5 separate regions of the Mus musculus genome follow, and all the other regions are linked to region 1. Evidence: chromatin contacts called from public capture Hi-C and promoter capture Hi-C data. All regions are on one chromosome and are shown on one strand. The core of a region is the stretch at or near the end of the contact, and the rest is flanking DNA. Distances in the headings are between cores, read along the strand shown. Region 1 holds the start of Pgf (placental growth factor). Region 2 holds the start of Fos (FBJ osteosarcoma oncogene). Region 3 holds the start of Jdp2 (Jun dimerization protein 2). Region 4 holds the start of Isca2 (iron-sulfur cluster assembly 2). Region 5 holds the start of Batf (basic leucine zipper transcription factor, ATF-like).

Evidence for each region. Promoter capture Hi-C pulls out the DNA fragments that hold promoters and counts their contacts. Capture Hi-C pulls out chosen DNA fragments and counts their contacts.
Region 2: a capture Hi-C map of embryonic stem cells shows a contact between it and region 1, with 2.1 times the contacts expected there. The contact joins the promoter of Fos here to the promoter of Pgf in region 1. A contact is called at or near these places in 4 of 39 promoter capture datasets (cranial neural crest, embryonic stem cells and stem cell-derived epiblast-like cells), 3 of 484 Hi-C or Micro-C datasets (cortical neurons, cranial neural crest and pro-B cells), 9 of 115 datasets of contacts at active chromatin or transcription factors (SST interneurons, cardiomyocytes, embryonic stem cells and 6 more) and 1 of 9 other capture datasets (embryonic stem cells).
Region 3: a promoter capture Hi-C map of embryonic stem cells shows a contact between it and region 1, with 2.0 times the contacts expected there. The contact joins the promoter of Jdp2 here to the promoter of Pgf in region 1. A contact is called at or near these places in 2 of 39 promoter capture datasets (cranial neural crest and embryonic stem cells) and 2 of 9 other capture datasets (adipose tissue and pancreatic islet).
Region 4: a contact with region 1 is called in a promoter capture Hi-C map of stem cell-derived epiblast-like cells, with 2.6 times the contacts expected there. The contact joins the promoter of Isca2 here to the promoter of Pgf in region 1. A contact is called at or near these places in 2 of 39 promoter capture datasets (liver and stem cell-derived epiblast-like cells), 3 of 115 datasets of contacts at active chromatin or transcription factors (bone marrow-derived dendritic cells, extraembryonic endoderm stem cells and memory CD8 T cells) and 1 of 9 other capture datasets (embryonic stem cells).
Region 5: a promoter capture Hi-C map of liver shows a contact between it and region 1, with 2.5 times the contacts expected there. The contact joins the promoter of Batf here to the promoter of Pgf in region 1. A contact is called at or near these places in 4 of 39 promoter capture datasets (3T3-L1-derived adipocytes, embryonic stem cells, liver and 1 more), 3 of 484 Hi-C or Micro-C datasets (the G1E-ER4 cell line, bone marrow-derived macrophages and embryonic stem cells), 3 of 115 datasets of contacts at active chromatin or transcription factors (bone marrow-derived macrophages, craniofacial prominence and large pre-B cells) and 1 of 9 other capture datasets (liver).

Annotation. Positions count from the first base shown.
Region 1 is chr12:85,175,948-85,178,647 of GRCm38.p6, forward strand. Pgf (placental growth factor) reads right to left here and starts at 1,366. Exons shown (of 7, transcript NM_008827.3): 1 at 951-1,366. The coding sequence starts at 1,016.
Region 2 is chr12:85,472,630-85,475,329 of GRCm38.p6, forward strand. Fos (FBJ osteosarcoma oncogene) reads left to right here and starts at 1,261. Exons shown (of 4, transcript NM_010234.3): 1 at 1,261-1,551; 2 at 2,306-2,557. The coding sequence starts at 1,411.
Region 3 is chr12:85,598,156-85,600,855 of GRCm38.p6, forward strand. Jdp2 (Jun dimerization protein 2) reads left to right here and starts at 1,261. Exons shown (of 4, transcript NM_030887.2): 1 at 1,261-1,459.
Region 4 is chr12:84,771,824-84,774,523 of GRCm38.p6, forward strand. Isca2 (iron-sulfur cluster assembly 2) reads left to right here and starts at 1,447. Exons shown (of 4, transcript NM_028863.1): 1 at 1,447-1,548; 2 at 1,752-1,854; 3 at 1,970-2,085. The coding sequence starts at 1,478. It overlaps Npc2 (NPC intracellular cholesterol transporter 2), which reads right to left and starts at 1,289. Exons shown (of 4, transcript NM_023409.4): 1 at 963-1,289. The coding sequence starts at 1,044.
Region 5 is chr12:85,685,320-85,688,019 of GRCm38.p6, forward strand. Batf (basic leucine zipper transcription factor, ATF-like) reads left to right here and starts at 1,401. Exons shown (of 3, transcript NM_016767.2): 1 at 1,401-1,654. The coding sequence starts at 1,592.

The DNA of each region.
Region 1 (2,700 bases), core at 116-2,615:
CTTGTGTTCCCAAGTGCTTGTAATCCTGTGGGGTCTCTCTTCTGCCCAGCCCCCAGGCCAGTCCTGCTGGGCCTACTACAGCCCGCCTTGGCTGGGTGCCAGAGCCCAGGGGGAGGGTGATCAGCTGGTGGGAGCTCAGGGGCTGGAGAAGAGGCGGCGCCATGAGCTGGTGCTGCCTGCCAGTAACGTTACACCTCGAGCTAACACTGCAGCAAGCAGACGGATGGCCTGGCTGCTCGGCAAGGGGACTGGACAACCCACCCACTCCTGGGCTGGGGCTGAGGGCTCCCAGGGCAGTGGGCAGTGCAGCGGGCAGTGCAGCAGGAAGGGAATGCATTGGCTTTGTCAGGATTTTGCTGCCCAATCTGGCTCCCTGCCAGACTCACCCAGCTCCTGGGAAAAGGGCCCTGCTCACTTCCCCAGGCCCTGCACTCAGGACCTTCTGACACCCACCAGGAGGAAAGGGCACGGCAGGATCCCTTGTCATATCTGAAGCCCACCCAAGAGCCCTCTGCTCAATTGGAGCAATGGTGGGGGAAGGGCCTCACCTCCCCACCTCAAGCTTCTTTAGTCAGCTCCTTCCCCACTAGGCCAGGTCAGAGGTCCTGGGGGCGCCTGGTTGGTCATGGGGCCACAACCCTGACCACAGGGCCAGGGAGCTGACTGGGATTAGTGGACGGATGCTTTTTGCAAAGCCACTAGGGCTCCAGGGGCTAGACAGGAAACCTCCCTCATTCCCTGTGGCTTCCCTGCCCCCACTAAGACAGCCCCCAGGAATTGGGGACTGCCCAGCCAGAGGTCTCCTCCCTGAGGTCCAGCCCAGCCCCTGGGAAATATGTGGGCACCCTAGCAGAAGCTGCTCTCTAAAGTGAGTCTGTAATTAAAGACCATAGCCCCTGTTTCTACGGCTAGGATGAGAAGGTCAAGAGGAAGCCAGGCCAGGTCCTTACCTGGGAATGCACAGCCAACCCAGCTAGGACCTGTAAGAAGCAAGTGAACAGCTTCATGACCAGCATCTTCTCAGACATCCAGAGCCAAGGTCCTTCAAGGCACAATCACCATGCTCGTCCCCCTTGGGGGAGACGCTGATACCAGAGGAGAGGAGAGGAGAGGAGTGTCCCCCTCACTGCTGTCCTAGGCTAGGTCTCTGCAGTCTGCCTGAGCATCCACAGAAAGCCGGGGAAGTCCGGAGCTCACAGGTAGGGCTGTGGCTGAGGAAACTGGTGAGGAGTGTTCCGGCGAGTCGGAGCGATGTGAAAGGATCTTAGGGGTCCGATGACCCTAGCTCCTCTCGTGAGTGAGCAGAAGTCTGAAGATGCGGTTTCCTTCTCAGACTGCAGCTTCCCTACGAACTGAAGCTAGTCGGCCGCTGGTTTTCAAGACCGTGTATGGGGCGGGGCTGCAGCCTGCCCGCCCACTTCTATCTCGAGGCCCCAGGAGCAGCCCGGGAGCGCTGAGAGCCGGTTGGCGGTGAGACCTGAGTGCGCGTGACCCCGCAGGGCGCTGAAGGGGCGCTGCCGGCGCAGATCTCCTGGCCCCTCGGAGCTAGGCGTTCATTAGCTTGCCCCAGGGTCAGCCCGCAGCGACAGCCAAGGTTGCACCTGGCTCTTCTGGAGCCTCCAGGTGCGGACGTCCAACATCTGCCTTGGAGATGGCTGGGTACTTAAGTGACCTCTGCAGGGAGTGCAGTACTAAGAAGGCAGCATCTTGCTGTGGCCCTTCATGACCAGTGCCATCCCTACACAACCCCGGGAGGAGAGGTGACAGGATTACTAACCCCATTTTATAGACTAACAACCCGATCCTATGAGAGGGCACCACCTGCAGATGCTGAACAATGTTCATATTCACACTAGGAAAGTGTATGTGTGCCCGCGGGCATCTGCCTGCGTAGACAGGGATCTGGCAGAGACAAGACAAGCTACGTGCCTCCAGAACCGTCCCTCTATTCCATGTACTATCTGACCTGGTAGGCAGGCACAGGGCAGCCCAGCTGTGGGCTGTACACAGGAAACACCTCGGGGCACCTGGCTAGACCTAGGTCCACCACCACTTCCTCCTGTCAGGTCAGGCCAGCCTATTAGAGGTAGGGAATGGACTAACCTGGCATCACCTCCCGAGCCCAAGCAGAAGAGGAAGTGTTCTAGAGCAGCAGGACATGCTGAGGAGAGGTGGTGTCTGCATGGGCACTTGTGTATACCTATGAAGCTGTGTGTATATGTCACCCACTGAACGTGCCCAGTTACACTGTGTGTCGCAGATCTGGGTCTCTGGGTATCTCTTTGTACTTGTGTGCAGCCATGCATGTCTGTACTTTTGTGGTAACCTCCTGTGTTCCTGAGTTGTTCTTCATCACCTACCATTCTAACAAACCTCTGTGACCAGCTTGTGGGCTGGTTGCAAAAACCTGGCAGCATCCAGAGTCAGAAGTTGGTGGGTGGCTGTGGGGGAGGAGATGGGCCTGGGAGGTGGCTCTTGGATCACATTCCATTCAGAGGCAGGGAGGCTAGGGCAGTCCTGGCTCTCACCCCCAGTGACCTCTGTGTCTGTGGCCTGCTGCCCACCCACAAGGGGCTGCCAGAGATGCTGCCTCTCTGTCTGGTAGGCCCTGAGGCCTGCAGGTCCAGGAGCCAGGGGCCAGTCACTGGCCAGCTAAGCGGGGGTTGCAAAGAACATTCTGACGAGCTCCAACATGCTGGG
Region 2 (2,700 bases), core at 11-2,510, 300 kb after region 1:
CACTGAAGCACCTGACCTCTTCAAAGTTCCATCTTCCAAGACTCAAAGCTGTTCTCAGGTCCCAGACGCCAAAATCTCGGCACAGCTGGGAACCTTTCTTCCCGTCCCCTCTGCGCCCCCACCCCCCTTCCCAAGTCCGATCTGGAAAATCACCCGCTGCAGGCGGGTTCCTTGTAAGCGCAGTTTCCAGGCTGCACGTATTCAGACCCCCATCTCCCCAGCACCGACTTGCTTTCTCCTCCCCCCCCCCCCCCGAGCTCACCTCACTTTGTAATTCTGAGCTCCCCCCCTGCCCCGACTCGCCCTCTGGTCTCAGCTCAAAACTAAACATACGACCCCTTCAGGCATACTTGTAGGGTGGTTTTGCACAATGTTTATCCGTCAGTGTCAACGGGGACTGTCGCCTTGATAGCTCTAAGTGGCTAAGGGTCGGGGAGTAGGTGCTGCCGTCCTTTAAAACACGAATTTATGAATGAACCCAGTACTGTAGTTAAATCAGGTTATTGTACACTTATTTACAATCCTTCACTTGCTGCTTCCAACCTCAGTCCTAAAGTTTCTCCAGGCAAGGAGCTGGAGAGAGGGGCTGAGAAGCTGACCCCCCCTTTTTCTTCTCTGCACTGATTTGGGATGGGGGGCTGATGTGGGCAAGCTTTCCTTTAGGAACAGAGGCTTCGAGCCTTTAAGGCTGCGTACTTGCTTCTCCTAATACCAGAGACTCAAAAAAAAAAAAAAAGTTCCAGATTGCTGGACAATGACCCGGGTCTCATCCCTTGACCCTGGGAACCGGGTCCACATTGAATCAGGTGCGAATGTTCGCTCGCCTTCTCTGCCTTTCCCGCCTCCCCTCCCCCGGCCGCGGCCCCGGTTCCCCCCCTGCGCTGCACCCTCAGAGTTGGCTGCAGCCGGCGAGCTGTTCCCGTCAATCCCTCCCTCCTTTACACAGGATGTCCATATTAGGACATCTGCGTCAGCAGGTTTCCACGGCCGGTCCCTGTTGTTCTGGGGGGGGGACCATCTCCGAAATCCTACACGCGGAAGGTCTAGGAGACCCCCTAAGATCCCAAATGTGAACACTCATAGGTGAAAGATGTATGCCAAGACGGGGGTTGAAAGCCTGGGGCGTAGAGTTGACGACAGAGCGCCCGCAGAGGGCCTTGGGGCGCGCTTCCCCCCCCTTCCAGTTCCGCCCAGTGACGTAGGAAGTCCATCCATTCACAGCGCTTCTATAAAGGCGCCAGCTGAGGCGCCTACTACTCCAACCGCGACTGCAGCGAGCAACTGAGAAGACTGGATAGAGCCGGCGGTTCCGCGAACGAGCAGTGACCGCGCTCCCACCCAGCTCTGCTCTGCAGCTCCCACCAGTGTCTACCCCTGGACCCCTTGCCGGGCTTTCCCCAAACTTCGACCATGATGTTCTCGGGTTTCAACGCCGACTACGAGGCGTCATCCTCCCGCTGCAGTAGCGCCTCCCCGGCCGGGGACAGCCTTTCCTACTACCATTCCCCAGCCGACTCCTTCTCCAGCATGGGCTCTCCTGTCAACACACAGGTGAGTTTGGCTTTGTGTAGCCGCCAGGTCCGCGCTGAGGGTCGCCGTGGAGGAGACACTGGGGTGTGACTCGCAGGGGCGGGGGGGTCTTCCTTTTTCGCTCTGGAGGGAGACTGGCGCGGTCAGAGCAGCCTTAGCCTGGGAACCCAGGACTTGTCTGAGCGCGTGCACACTTGTCATAGTAAGACTTAGTGACCCCTTCCCGCGCGGCAGGTTTATTCTGAGTGGCCTGCCTGCATTCTTCTCTCGGCCGACTTGTTTCTGAGATCAGCCGGGGCCAACAAGTCTCGAGCAAAGAGTCGCTAACTAGAGTTTGGGAGGCGGCAAACCGCGGCAATCCCCCCTCCCGGGGCAGCCTGGAGCAGGGAGGAGGGAGGAGGGAGGAGGGTGCTGCGGGCGGGTGTGTAAGGCAGTTTCATTGATAAAAAGCGAGTTCATTCTGGAGACTCCGGAGCAGCGCCTGCGTCAGCGCAGACGTCAGGGATATTTATAACAAACCCCCTTTCGAGCGAGTGATGCCGAAGGGATAACGGGAACGCAGCAGTAGGATGGAGGAGAAAGGCTGCGCTGCGGAATTCAAGGGAGGATATTGGGAGAGCTTTTATCTCCGATGAGGTGCATACAGGAAGACATAAGCAGTCTCTGACCGGAATGCTTCTCTCTCCCTGCTTCATGCGACACTAGGGCCACTTGCTCCACCTGTGTCTGGAACCTCCTCGCTCACCTCCGCTTTCCTCTTTTTGTTTTGTTTCAGGACTTTTGCGCAGATCTGTCCGTCTCTAGTGCCAACTTTATCCCCACGGTGACAGCCATCTCCACCAGCCCAGACCTGCAGTGGCTGGTGCAGCCCACTCTGGTCTCCTCCGTGGCCCCATCGCAGACCAGAGCGCCCCATCCTTACGGACTCCCCACCCAGTCTGCTGGGGCTTACGCCAGAGCGGGAATGGTGAAGACCGTGTCAGGAGGCAGAGCGCAGAGCATCGGCAGAAGGGGCAAAGTAGAGCAGGTGAGCAGCGATTCTGGACCTTTGTGGGCTGGGGGGGGGGGGGGGGGCGGAGACTGACGCACAGACCACACAACAGAGAAGGGACGCTACTGACTGCACTTCCTGACCAGGAGCTGTGGCTGCTAGCCCTTTCCCTCCCTTGT
Region 3 (2,700 bases), core at 11-2,510, 420 kb after region 1:
ACCTGCTTGTCCGGCTTGGCGCGTGGACTTCCTTCCCTCCCTGTTGGTCTTTCGATCTCAGCATTTGTACTCTATGAAGACTTGAACTTTTTCTTTCACTTCCTTTCTTCTATGGGTGATGACCTGCTGTCTCTCTGAGAAGGAGGCCGAAGGTCACTGAGTGTCAACATTGCCACTCCTTTCTGATTTAAGAGGAAAGAGGGCGGGGGTCTGCCCCCCCCCCCAAGGGTATGGAGACCTGTGTGTGTCTATGTGTGTGTGCAAATAGTTCTCAGATGCCACACGCATTTCTGCCTGAGACAATCCGCCTTTGAGGGACTGTCATATTTTATCTAGAGTGTTCTTTACTATCTACTTCTGTAGCAGGGTGGGAAGAGAGCACGGAAGCTGGCCCTGGAGTCCTTGAGGAAGAAGGCCTTTGGAGGTTTGGCAGAAGTCAGGTAGGCTCACTGCTGCGTCCTGTCAAAGGGAGGCAAAAGCCTGCTGGAGTTGGGCAAAGAGCCCTGGCTCAAACTGGGCCAGCCACTGACAACAACGGTGGCCTCAGGGTGCAGTTCCACTTCAGGAGCTCGTTCATTCACCGCATGGCTTCAGGACGTCAGGACGCTTTGGTGGACAGTGGGTAGGGATTAAGGCTTCCAAACGCCTTAAACCCCCGCCCATGCTCCTCCGCGGAAAAACAAAACAAGCTTGCGAGATCCTGCAGCGTCCGAAGACACCACTGCGCGGAACCCTCGCTCTGGATTTGGGGGAGAGCGCACCGGACGGAGGAGGATGGTTCGGCGTGGGCTGAGCTGGAAGGGGTTCTCTGCTCATCCGGCCGCCGCCTTCGCGTCGCTGCCTCCCGGGCTGTGTAGCATTTTGGGGGTGGCGGCCGCAAGGCCGAGCAGGGGATGCGCTTACATAACCGCTCGCCGTGTCCTGCTGCCTCGCGCTCTCGGGAGCCGCGGGCGGGGCGCGCCGCCGGACCGCAATGCTGCCGGGACCAGCGCGGCGGGGCCCGGGCCGGCCCCGCAGGCGGAGGAGCGCGAGCATCGGCGGGAGGAGGGCGCCGGCGGCGGGGGAGGTGAAGGTCAGTGGGTGTGAAGCGGGCGATCCACACCCCCTCCTCCCCGTCCCCTCCTTCTCTTCCTCTCCGTCCCCCTCTGACGTGTGGAGCTGGCAGCTCGGCCGGTTCCGCATTCCCGACCCCTCCCCGCCACTCAGGGCCCGCTATATAGCCGGGGCTGATGCAACCCGTCCCGCCGCCCGCCACAGCCTGCGGGAGGGACACTCGGCGGCCGCGACGGGGGGCGCTGGCGGCAGCGGACGCTGCAGCGGCGGCGGCGGGGCTGGCGCCGCGGCGGCTCCCGGGCCGGGACGGGCCTGGGCAGCGGGCGGCAGCAGCGCGGAGTGGGCACCGCGCCTGCAGCAGGGTTCTGGGCCCGGGGCCGCCGCCTCCGCCAGCGGCTTCTGCACGGTGGGTTCACGGAGGGGGGAGGCGGGGCTGCGGGCACCTGGGGTGGCCTCCCCCGGAGTAGCTACCGCTGGGGCTCCCGCCACCCCAGGGCCGGAATACTCTATCGGATGGCTGCAGCCGCTGCCCACCGGTGGTTCCCCGGCTGGGCAGGACAGTCCTGTCTGTGGCCGGGACAGCGGGGCGCTCCCTCCTTGCTTTCCTTCCCCAGTGCTCTTGCTGGGAGGCTGTGCACAGACGGAGGAGAGGGCGGGGTGAGCGGGAGAAAACTGTGCCGGGGACTGCGGGGGACTCAAGGGGGCATGCACGCCCCAGACCTGCTGACAGGTCGCGCCTCAGCCTCTTCCGTAGCTCTCTTTGCAAGACCTGGAGGGGAGGGTATTGAGAAAGGCATCTAACCAACAGGGCTTCCTTCGCTTAAGAGCATTGCTGCGGCGGGCTCTGGCTGGGTTAGGAGGGAACCACGGGGCAGTCCCCAGTTCCCTTGGGATCCCGTCAGGCACATCAGGTTATATAAGAAGGTAAGCAGGCTTCTTTAGGTAACCTGCCCAGTTTAGAAGGCACTCTTCCTCCCCTCTTATCCAAGAAGGCTAGGCTTCCTGGACCCTTGGAGCGGCAGAAACAGGCTTTGCCTGGGTATCTGGAGGAGCTGGCAGGCCTGGGATGCCTTGACTCATTTGCAGAAATGGATGGGCCATTTGGGGATAGAGGTGGAGAGGCGGGTGCAAGAGGGGAATCAATCGACTATTTGAGTCAGCTCCCCCTAGAAGATTGTCCAGCCCTTATGTGTTGGAGTGGCACCTTCCAGGGGACTGTGGCACAGGTCTGTGTATTGTTAAATCTTGGGCCACTCTACCCAGGATCTTAATTCAGGCAGCATGGGAAACAGGCTCTGTACCACAGCTGGGTACCTGCCTGTCCCAAAGGCTGTTAGCAACTGTCTTCCTCGTCCCTCGACCTCACCCCCAAGTCTCCCCCACCCTCCAGGGTTTAAAAATCACCCCCTCTTGCTTTCCCTGCTTTTCAGCAAATCTGGCTGGCTTCAGCTTGGATGGCGGGCTTATCTTCCCGTGCAGGTTTCTAGGGAAGAGTTTAACCGGGGATCAGGTGTGAGCAGGGTTCTTTACAGAAACCTGAGGTCCGGGGATAGAAACAACTATTCTCCTGCCTCTAAGGCGCCAGAGGTTTCACTTTGCCTAAAGTAGTAGGGAGGATGGATTTCTCAAAGACTCCTCTGTTTCCCT
Region 4 (2,700 bases), core at 197-2,696, 400 kb before region 1:
CCACTAAGCCATCTCTCCAGTCCTAATAACTCTTTAACTTACTGCTTCATTATGGTCTGTTTCCCCCTGCTCAAATATTTTACAAAATCAGTTTGTCTTTCGACCATCACTGCTGCCTTTTCCACCCCGGGCCCCTGCACTGCTCCCACAACTAAGTGTACAGGCTTGACTGGACAAACTCAGAATTTCTACCCTCTATTATATTTTCCAATAAAGAGTCCAGGGGCAGCGTTGGGAGGGAGGCATCACATGATGTCACTAGAAATACGAATTTTATAGGAGACAAGGATCAAGAATCATGAAATTCATTAGAACAATGGAAACCCTACTTTGTAAATGAATGTTATGAGAAGGAGAACTAGCTTTTGTCTCGTTAGTGGGGGTGGGGTGGGGAGGGGAGGTGGATGGTACTTCTAAGACCAGAGCAGGATTGACAGGGATTTGGAAGGCCAAACTGGGCTACAGAGTGAGGCTGCCTCAGCCCGCTCCCAACCAAACTTCAAACGAACAAAGGGAGAAAGGCCAGTGACGATACAAGGCATAAATCAAAATAAGTCCCGTGCCTATTCCTTCAATCCGTGTTGGATGCAGACCTGCTGTCTATCCTATTGTTTTATTTTTTGCTTTTATTTGTTTACTTTTTTCAGACAGGGTTCAATAAATCCAGGCTAGTCTTAAATTCGCAATCCTCCTCCGTCCATTGAAATCTCAAAGCCCTTGAGCGCTGCAATATATGCCCGCTTGATGTTCACCCAAGAAACTTTAGTGAACTTCAGCACACGGTTCGCCTTGTGAGTGTTTTAGATTATCCCAAAACACGAAATGCAAGGAGAAACAAAGTTGTGCGGAGGGGTTAAGTTTCATCAAGACTAGTACCTTCGGTCCCAACCTAGTCAATTCCACGTTCCAGCAACCCGCCCAATCCACCCCCGGGGGTCTCCTCGAGTGGGCTCAGGGCTCACCGCAGTCCTTGAAGTGCAGGGGCTCCGCCTGGCTGGCAGCGACCAGCGCCAGCAGCAGGATCGTGGCGGCCAGAAAACGCATCGTGGATATGAAAGCTCTGCAATCTAGGAAGGAAAAGCAGCCCGAGCAGTCACAAGATAAACTTGTCCCGGACCGAGGGTGGAGCCAGATCAGGCCACTTGTGAGCAGTAACCAGCGAAGGCCCGCCCGCGCCCCGCCCTGGGCTCCGGGGCCGCCTGGCCTGCAGCTCGCCCTTTATCTCCGCCCATCTCTTCCGCTTCCAGGCAGGGCCTACGGAGAACTCGCTCTTTGCGTTCGCCCCGCTCTATTGGTACCGACCCACTTCGGCAAGTGGAAGCGTTCTCTGTCAATCAAAGCCCTCTTATCTCGCTATACCCAATAGGCACGCTTGGGGGCGGAGGCTCGATGCAGCCCCGCCCCCTTCTCCCCTCCTCCGGAAGCCCAGGCTAGGCGGGGATTTGGACCATGCTAGGGGCGGAGCTTGCGGAGTAAGATGGCGGCCTCCAGGGCCTTGTCCCTAACTGCCGAGGCGGTCAGGGCTGTCATTCCTAGGCGCTCGGGAAGGTATCGAGGGTGGAACGTCACTTAGGAAGGGTGTTGGGTTCTGCGTCTTCAGGATAGATGGGAGGCTAAATCTCACGCGGGGTGGGGTGTGGGGTGAAGGCTTGGCAGTTCAGAAGAAAGTGTCCCCAGATTTGGGTACGAGGTGTCCATAGAGGGTCATCTGGTGCCATTTCCCGGGTTCGTCTCCCTTCTTTACATCGCAGGCTCCTCGCCGTCTTTCCCAGGCTTTTGACCCGCTGGGAAACAACATCTTCCATTCCAGAGGCTGGCGAGGGACAGATCCGCCTCACAGACAGCTGCGTCCAGGTAGGAGGTCGGACGCGGGGCGGCGGTGCCCAGGAGGGCTCTAGAAGACTTCCTAGTCACCCGTCCCGTTATCTCCGCTTGCTTGGCATTCTTGATCCTCTTTCCTGAATTTCAGAGGCTTCTGGAAATCACCGAAGGGTCAGAATTCCTCAGGCTGCAAGTAGAGGGAGGTGGATGCTCCGGATTCCAATACAAATTTTCACTGGATACAGTTATTAACCCCGACGACAGGCAAGGAGGACGGATGGGTCGCTAGAGGCTGTATCAGAGGATAAAAGTGGCCCCAATTTATTCCAAACTTCCAAGCGTCTAAGTCTGCTTAACACTACCACCCTCTCCGTTCTGTGAGGATACAGCAAAGATTTGTCCTCTTGTTTAAAAATAAGGAAGAACATTGACTTAGCGTCCGTTAGGTAGTCAAGTTGAGAAAGGCTGAACTAGGGCTGGAGAGATGGCTCAGCGGTTAAGAGCACTGGCTGCTCTTTCACAGGACCTAAGTTCAGTTTCCAGCAACCACATAGTGGCTCACAACTATCTGTAGTGAGATTTGATGCCTTCTTCTGGTGTGTCTGGGGAGAGCAACGGTATACTCACATAAAATAAATGAATAAATAAGTGTTTAAAATATATATATACACCAAGGTTCCACCCTAAGAAAAAGGCTGGACTAGTTTCAGTCCGAGCCCTTAAATAATCCTTCTGTTTTTTTTTACGTTGAATCTTTCTGCTTCAGTCCGTTCCGTCCCAGCTAGAAGTCCTAAGCAGTGTTCCATGCATTGGAGAACAAGATGTACACCTCTGGGCTCAGGGTGTTGTGTGGGTGTTTGTGGTATTTGTCATTCATGC
Region 5 (2,700 bases), core at 151-2,650, 510 kb after region 1:
ATTATTATTTTGATAGGTTTGTCCTTAGAACAATATTGTCGTCAGGCAGAATTGTAATCAGTGGATACAAAAATGCTTTAGGAGCCATAACATATTGTCAGCCCTCAGATTAATCGAGGTGAGCATTTGAGCCACACTGGGAATAGAGTAAGAGCTTTTATTTTAATATGTGTGCGTGTCTTGCCTGCACATATGTATGTGCCCCGTGTCCATTTCCTGGTACCCGAGGAGTCAGGAAGAGGACCCCTGGAACTGGAGTAACAGATGATTGGGCCACTGTCTGGATGTTAGGACTAGATCCCAAGTCCTCTGGACGAGCAGCCAGTGTTCCTAACTGCTGAGCATCTTTCCAGTCCCCAAACTTTAAAAAAAAATAGCCAAAACACTGGGATGAGAATGGGACTGTTCACTAAAGCGACAAGCGTGTTCGTGTCATGGGACACATGCCAAACACCGCCACTCCACAGCATGCTTTACAGAGTGGGGGACATTCCTATTCAAATTGTCATCCCTCATTGCAGTAGCCCTGAAAGGTAGTAGGTGGGGCAGGTTTTAGGTGTGTGTGTGTGGTGGGAGGCTGGGGGGGGGGGGAGTAGGGATAGGGAGTCACTGGATTCTCATCATATCGATCTGACTCCAAGTCCAGAGCCTCTGTCCCTCATTTTGACGTTCTCTCCTTGTTGGGTTATGACGTCACTGACTTCTGAAGACTCAAGGTCAACCTTGAACTCCTGAAGGAGCCCCTCCACAGAAGGTAGGTATCCTTTCTCTAGGGAGAATGAAAGTGTCTTGCTAAGAGGACAGGGGATAGATAATAAACTTCTTTAGCATCGATTCCAGAGACTCCCCGAGACTCTCAGCTAGCCCCAACGTCTTGCTTGGTCATCTGTAAAAGGCAGTGCCCTCCTTTCTTTTTGTCCCCAGCCCACCGAACTGTCCTATAGGTGAAGGAGGAAGGCCGGTCATAAAACAGGATGGGCAGTTGCTTTCGGGTGAAACCCAGAAAGGGTCCTCAGGCTTGTCGCTGACTGTATTTAGATTTAAAAATCAAGGCCTGTGACCTGGAGGCTCTTTCCTGCTGCTCTCTGCCATGTTGACAGCAGAGAACTTGCTAATTCTGGCCGGGGATTTTCCCTGTGTGGCTGTTTTTCTTCTTTATCTTCATCAATTGAAGAGCGCTCGCTCTGCCTTTCAAACTGCCTGCCGGAAGATACTGGGGGTTTGTGTATTTTTTTTTCTTTCACCTAATTCTGTGGTCTTTTCCCAGATGTGTATTTTCTCTCTACCTTCTTTCTAACTTGTTGACGTTTCCGCCCATGTGACTTCCAGCTTGAATTACCAGAAACCACAAGAGAGGGCCTGTGCGCAAGCCCCAAAGCAGCGAGATGTCCCTGTGGGGAGCAGTCCCTCTGCACCCGAGAGAGAGGAGGACGCAGGGGTCTGTCAGAGGTTGCTGTTGGGCAAGCAGGGGAGGTACCTGTGGAAGGTGGTGTGCTGGTGGCCCCCTAGCAGTCAAGAAGGGGAGCCAGCTAGTGAGAAGATCGCCCAGAGGCATCTGGGACGGTGTGGGAGAGCCCGGAAGATTAGAACCATGCCTCACAGCTCCGACAGCAGTGACTCCAGCTTCAGCCGCTCTCCTCCCCCTGGCAAACAGGTACCCCCTTCGTCCCCCTCCCCCACGCCCCGCATGCCTTGCCTTCTGATTTTCCTGGGGTGGTAGAAGAGGGGTAGGCTCCCTTGTCCTGCCCAGGGAGCTCTGTCTGGGGAAGGAAGTAGCTCGTGGCAGGAACTCTCTAGCAGACTCTGGACCGTGTGGTGTTTGCTATACAGAGGTCCAAGGGCTGAAGCTTCGCATCCCGCCACAAAAGCCTCTCTTTCCAAGAGGTACCCCTCGTCTCTGCCACTTAGGTTCCCACCGTGAAACTTTCTAGGAAGCTGGGGGCAGGGTGAATATCACAGAGCTTAGAAGTATGGTCAACCATAAGCAGAGGAATGTTCCAGTAGATCGCTGCTTCGGGCTCCACCCAAATCCTAGAGTTGTAGCTTTCCAGGAAAAAACCAAGCAAGTGGCAAGACAGAACCGAGGTCAGGGAAGAGAAATATAGCAAATCAAAGCAAGGTAGACAGGAGGAGAAGAGTGGCAAGATCTGCCTGCGGATTGCCTCGGTAACTCCAGCAGTCCGTGGGAAGGGAGGCTAAAGCTACAACCTGTATCTTTCCCCCCCACCCCCCATGTGGCTTCCAGATAGAAGAAAGAAGGCCATGGTCCAGGAGGCGTGTCAGAGACTTTCACTAGTAGCTAATATCATCCCTGAAAAACCAGGGATGGAGGGAAAGATTCTGAGACTCTTAGACTCTTGACTGATACCAAGCCGAAATGTCTCAGACTGAAAGATGCCTCCGATGGGATGCCTTTCTCACCTTGTGGTTTCTGGGTCTCTCTACCACGTTCCTGATGCCCCTTGTTCTAGACATTTCTCCTCCTCATCCAACATAGACCCACGGATTAAACTTTTTTACATCTCATCTTAAAAACTATATTCTTTCCTTAGCACACATATTGGGAGGGGCTCAGAGGTAGAGTGTTTGGCTCACACACATCCAGGGGGCTGCAAAACGCTACAAACAAAATAAACGTAAACTACCTGACCACCGGCTCCCACATCTGTCACAAGCCCTCACCAAAAGCCATACTGGTGA